Linked DNA regions of Sus scrofa: region 1 is linked to region 2. A link is a contact called in public promoter capture Hi-C data. All regions are on one chromosome and are shown on one strand. Each heading gives the region's core, a stretch centred on a gene start, on an enhancer-like site or on the middle of the called end of the contact. The rest is flanking DNA. Distances are from core to core; before and after follow the strand shown.

Region 1 (2,750 bases), core at 163-2,662, 470 kb after region 2:
GCCTCCTTCTCTCTCAAGAATGCCAAATGTACTATGAGCATCTTCTTCCCCTTGACCACAGCCCCATAAAGAAAGGAGAAGGGCTGCCACCTGGTGAACCCTGAGTCCTGGGGTGAAGGAATTCAGGGAACTGGTGGGTGGTTAGAGGCAGAGTCTCCTGGTATGTTGTCATTTATTCCACATCTTCGGGTAGCAAAGGGGCGGTGGGCACAAGAAAGCAAGAACTCACGCCTGGCCCTTTCAAGTGGCTGAAGCGGAAAGGAAAAAACTGCAGGCTGGCCACCAGGTCTAGCCTTCCTCCTCAGGGTCCCCCAGTCCGTCTGTGACCAGGAGAAAGGGGAAGGCCAGCACCTGCCCTGCCCTGCCTTTCTCAGGGGCAGGGAATGCTGAGCCTCTGCTGGACTTTGACCTACTGGGGAAAAGGCGGGAGACACATTCAAACAGGCACAGTGATAAACTTATTAGTCATGCCTGCTGTTCCTGCCACCGCTCCCCCCCCACCCTCTCCTGCCAGCCCCCAGCCCTGCTGCCTTTCAAGTTGAACAACTTTTTTTAAAAAAGAGAGAGAGAGAATGAGACAGATCCACATACTTGATGAAGAAGACTCTCCCACCGCGGTCAACTCCGTAGGTCCACCGGCCGGGCAAGTCCAGCCAGTCAATCTCATCGGCCATCTCGGTGTCCCGCAGCCCCTCTGGCTCTCTGCCCACCCGGGCGCCGGGCTGGGGGCGCCGACCACGCACCCCCCCCCCCACTTTCTGCTCCTCCTCGAGGCGGTGATGGGGGAGGGGCCCGATGCGGTCCAGCCTGGCCCGCGGCGTGCCTCCCGGCTCCCTGGCAGGGACTCTGGCCTCTCACTGAAGGCAGCTGGCCGCCAGCCGGGCAGCAGGGAGCCGAAGACTTAACCCTGGCCGGGCCGAGCGAGCTCAGCGTGCGAGGCGGAGCCGGCCCCAGACACCTCCTGCCTCCGGGAGTCTGCGCTCCCCTCCGGACGTCTCCTTAACTTAATGACCGGCAATTAGCGCATGAGTAATCCTGCCGCTCCTCTCGCCGGGACTGCTCACCGGCAGCGCCGAGGGCTCGGTCCCCTCTGCTCCCCGCGGCCGGGCAGCCGGCGGGGCCGAGCGAGCGGGAGCGCGAGCCGGAGGATCCCTCCCCGAAGGGAGCAGGTTGCCGTGTGCGAGCGAGGGTGTTGCCTCCGCGCTCCCAGCTCCAAGCCTGCGCTCGACCGCCGGTCGGGCGAGCAGAAGGCGGAGCCCAGCGGCCGCTCCGAGGGTAATTCACAGCCGGGAGAATTCGCCGCAGCCCGGCGGGAACCCCAAGTCCCGGCGATGGGCGCGGAGGAACCAGTTCGGCTGAAAGAGCTTGGAAGCACGAACCTGAGGGACATGTCCACCCACTGACCGGAAAAGGGGAAGTGAGCAAACCTGGTTCTACTTGGCGGGAGGTTAGTAGAGGAACAAAGGTCAAATGCAGGGAAGGGTGACACGGGTGAAAGGAGCAAGGGGCCCCTTAAGATGTCAGCCTAATTAGTTAAACCAGCCCTTACCTTTCTTTCTGAGCGCTTCCTCCAAGAAGTTGGCCATGACTAAGAAGAATCAGGGTGAGACCTTAGAAACACTCAGAAGACGGCATCTTTTATATCCCTGATCCCTAATTTACACCGGAAAACGAAAGAGCAAAGGAAAAAAGAGAGAGAAAGGAGGAAATGTGTCTTGTGTATAGAATACAGGTTGCTGGCATTCAATACAGGCATATGAAAAATGGTATTGCTGGAGCCCATGGGTCTGCAGTCCCCGGTCTGTATCAAAGTTGGACTCCAGGCAGCTTTCTCAATTTACCCAGGACCTGCCACTGGGGCTCCGAGTAGATGCACACTGTTTGAACCCTTGTGTCAGACCCAAGGGAATAGTTAGACAATAGGAGAGACACCTGTCTTTGAAGGAAGCAATGTGTCGCATGGCAGTTGGCTAGTGTCTGCTGCGTGAGCACACTTATTGTAAGCATTCTAAGGGATTTAATGCCTGTTCCACTTCGGTAATTTCTACTCATCCCTTCAGGATCCACCTACGTGTCACCTCCTCCTGGAAGCCACTCTGATTCCACCCCAGGTAAATTTACATGTCCATCCTCTATGTGTCACGGAGCCTTATTAGTAACGCTACAAGGGAGTTTATCACACTGTAATGCGATCCTTGGTTTACTTACCTGTCGTCTTCAGGGGCGCTATTTTATTCATCTTTTTAGCCCCGGCATCTACCTGGAGCACCTGATTCATATTTAATGAAAGACTGATACTGTCGTAGAAATGGCCCTTAACTCTAACCATAGTCCTGTACTTTTGGACCTTATTTGGGGGCCTGATAAATATAACCATCAGCAACATCAGGGTGTGTGTGTAGGGAGAACTTTCTGGAAAAAGAAACAACTAGTGAGCCTTCCCAGGTATCTCCAGTGCTCAACCTAGACGGTGTAAAGTGTATGCATCTGATAGATAGTGAAGCCAGAAGATGCCACAAAGAACATATTGGCCAAGCCTCTTGTTTGAACCATGAGAAACAGAAGCACAAAGAAGGGAAGGGAAGGTTCCGGTCACTGAGCAAGGATCTGCCTCCCCAACATCCAGGCCAGAGCTCTTTCCATGACATCATCCTACCTCCAGCACTGGAAATTCACTCTGCCAGCATATACAGCTGAGTGCTGGCTCCAGGTTTAAGTTGAGTCCGTTCTCCACATGCAAAGGGAAGCAA
Region 2 (3,046 bases), core at 142-2,641:
GAAGTAAATCTCAGGGATATCATAGCTTGATTTTTCTCTTACTGTATATTGGATATCATTTCATATCAAGACACCATGAACTTCTTCAACTTTTATTCTAGTTGCATAGTATTACACTATGTGAACATGCCATAATTGAGCTGGTTTCTGTTGATAGACATTTAGGTTGTTTTTGCCATCTTGGTATTTTAAACAGTGCTGTAATGATTACCTCACATGTATAAGTTCATCTGTAGGATTAAATACCTAGAAGTAGAGTTTAATAATCCACATTACCAACCCCTTTTTGATCTTTGCCAATCCAATGAGGGAAAACAATTTATTGTAATTTAGTTTCCATTTCTCTTATAACAAGTGAAGTCGAACATGTTTTCATCTGTTTGAAGATCATTTACATTTCCTTTGCTATACTGATTGTTCACATCCATTGCCAATTTTTACTTGGGTCTTTGTGTCAGATTAAAAGTGGATGCAAAAATAAATAAATAAATAAAAGTGGCTGCATGGGAGTTCCCCTCATGGCTCAGTGGAAACAAATCCTACTGGTATCCATGAGGACACAGGTTCGATCCCTGGCCTCACTCAGTGGGTTAAGGATCCAGCGTTACCGGGAGCTGTGGTGTAGGTCACAGACGAGGCTCTGATCCAGCAGCTGTGGTGTAGGCCGGCAGCTGTGACTTTGAGTCCACCCCTAGTCTGGGAATTTCCATATGCCCCGGGCGCGGCCTTAAAAAAGCAAAAAAAAAAAAAAAAAAAAAAAAAAAAATTGGGGCCTACACAGCAGATCACCACAACGTGGGATCCTTAACCCACTGAGCAAGGCCAGGAATCAAACCTGCGTCCTCATGGATACTAGTCCGGTTTATTACAATGGGAACTCCCCATAGCATCCGGCTTTTGAATTCAGATCGTGGCTCAAAGTGTCAGATATGAGAGCTCTGAGTTTGGGCTTCTTGCTGCCCTACCCTGTCCACCACAACAGTGCCATCAAGCCTAATTTCCAGGGAAATAGGCCTTAGAAAAAGGCACTAAATTAACTCACTTCACAGACAAAGGTGCCAAACAGGACGTTTGGGCTCTTAAAGCAGAGTCAGAAAATGAAGACACGGTGGCGCCACTTCATCAGCCGCCCCTCCCGGCAGCCGCCAACGCGCAACCGAAGCCGCTCTGCGCCTCCTTCCACCACACTCCAGGTGGCGCTGTTGGACCAACCCATGTTCCAAAACGCCATCGACTCAGTTTGGCCTCCCCCGGATGCTATAGAGCACAGAGATAAGCGGGAACCGTGTGGCTAGAGAGGTATTTCCCTGGAGCCGCCCAGGTCACCGCGCGAGCACCGAGCATTTCCGCTTCCGGCTCCTTATTCCGGAAGTTGCATTTCGAAGTAGTGTGGCCTTTGTGAGGTTCCACCATGGCGTACCGTGGCCAGGGCCAGAAAGTGCAGAAGGTGATGGTGCAGCCCATCGTATCCTACTCGGGATGTGAAAACTAGGAGGTTCGGACCAGGAAATGGGGGGCGAAGGAACAGAAAGAGCAGGCCAGAGGGAGCGGAGTGCAGCACCTCATCCCATGAGCCTCCGGGGCGCTCGAGACTGGTAGAAAGCGCGGGTAGTTGAAGAGTCGGTGATGAGTGGGAGGTGGGCTTGGGCGGACCCCTGCGGTGGGAAAGACAGAAATGGTGGGGGTGTGCGGATGGAAGACAATCTTAATTATGTACTGAGTGACGGCGGGAGTTAGCGGCGTCTGGCAAAAGGAAGATGTTGGTGCTGAAGAGACTGCAGGAGAGTATGGGGTGGAAGGGGTCGTTTACAATATCTGGGAGCTCTAAGTGTGTGCCTAATTGGGCACTTTTCGTTGCATAGGCACAGACTTCGAGTTCAGAAAACAAAAGTGAGGCGGGGGTAGAATTGACCAGTTTCAGGGGGTAGAGTCTGTGAATGTATGAAATTTTTCCTTAACCACTGGTGCAGAACCTCATCTTCAGATACTTGCAAAATGTAAGTTGTTTATTGTTAATTGTTTCATAATTACTTTTTAAGTTAAGGGTGAATTTATTTTGCTGTTTGTGTTATCTTGTCTGTTCACTGTTCTAAAGTTAAAAGTAGATGAAACTGGAGATTGGAAGGGTATTTGAGGGGAAGGAGTGCAGGGAAAGCTCTAATGTGATAAAATTGTGTGTAGCCATGCCAAGTCCAAGCATGCAAAGAGTTGTGTTGTCTTTACTTTGCAAGACCAGTATTACTTATTTCAAAAAGTTGTAGGCACAGCCAATAATTATTGGCTCAGGTGACAGTGGTATCCTGGTATTGCTACTTTTGTTTTTAGTGATCATGGCCAGAACATTGGGACCTTTAACCCTTCCCACTAGGATGAAACACTGGAAGAAAATTGAGTCAGCTTTAAACCAAATGGTGTGTTTTGTACTGGGGGTGAGGGGTGGGGAAGGGGGATGGAGGGACACACCCTTATGTATTGAAAAGACACTAAAAAAGAAAGATGGGAGGGATAAGTTCAGAGGATTCAGTGGAAACTTCTTTTCCTTTGGGGTTATTTTTAGTACTTGGAATTTGACTTGGCACTGCAGAGTGTTTAAATTATCTCAAAGAAATGTGGTTGCTGTTGACAAATTTTAGTGCGGCAACACAATGGAAAAATAGCCATTGTAATTTTTAATCACCAGAATCAAGGGTCCCTCTCCTGGTGATTAGGTATGAGAGGTGGAAAACCGAGAACTTACAGAAAGCTGCCTTGGAACTGGATTTTGCTATAGCAGATAAGAAACATCTTTGTGCAGTCCTATCGCAAGTTTTCACTCTAAATGTGTAGAGCCCAGAGGCAGTAGAAATATGATTGAGTACCAAAACAGGACAGTTATTAACAACTCTGTCCCGATATAGCATTTATTAAGTTAGAATGTTTCTTGTTAAGTAACTAGTCTTGGCTTTGCTATGTTACCGTTTTTCTGGGAGCTGTATTTGTCTATTGTTTGTCCAAAGTGGTGGATTTTGTTTACTTATTTCTTAACATTAGGATTTTTATGATTATT

The links. Promoter capture Hi-C pulls out the DNA fragments that hold promoters and counts their contacts.
Region 1: a contact with region 2 is called in a promoter capture Hi-C map of liver, with 3 times the contacts expected there. The contact joins the promoter of PLEKHA6 here to the promoter of SNRPE in region 2. A contact is called at or near these places in 2 of 5 promoter capture datasets (fetal skeletal muscle and liver) and 2 of 47 Hi-C or Micro-C datasets (fetal heart ventricle and retroperitoneal adipose tissue).

What each region holds. Positions count from the first base shown.
Region 1 is chr9:65,026,043-65,028,792 of Sscrofa11.1, forward strand. It overlaps PLEKHA6 (pleckstrin homology domain-containing family A member 6), which reads right to left and starts at 1,413. Exons shown (of 24, transcript XM_021063215.1): 1 at 592-1,413. The coding sequence starts at 674.
Region 2 is chr9:64,559,153-64,562,198 of Sscrofa11.1, forward strand. SNRPE (small nuclear ribonucleoprotein polypeptide E) reads left to right here and starts at 1,392. Exons shown (of 5, transcript NM_001097465.1): 1 at 1,392-1,465; 2 at 1,971-1,997. The coding sequence starts at 1,412.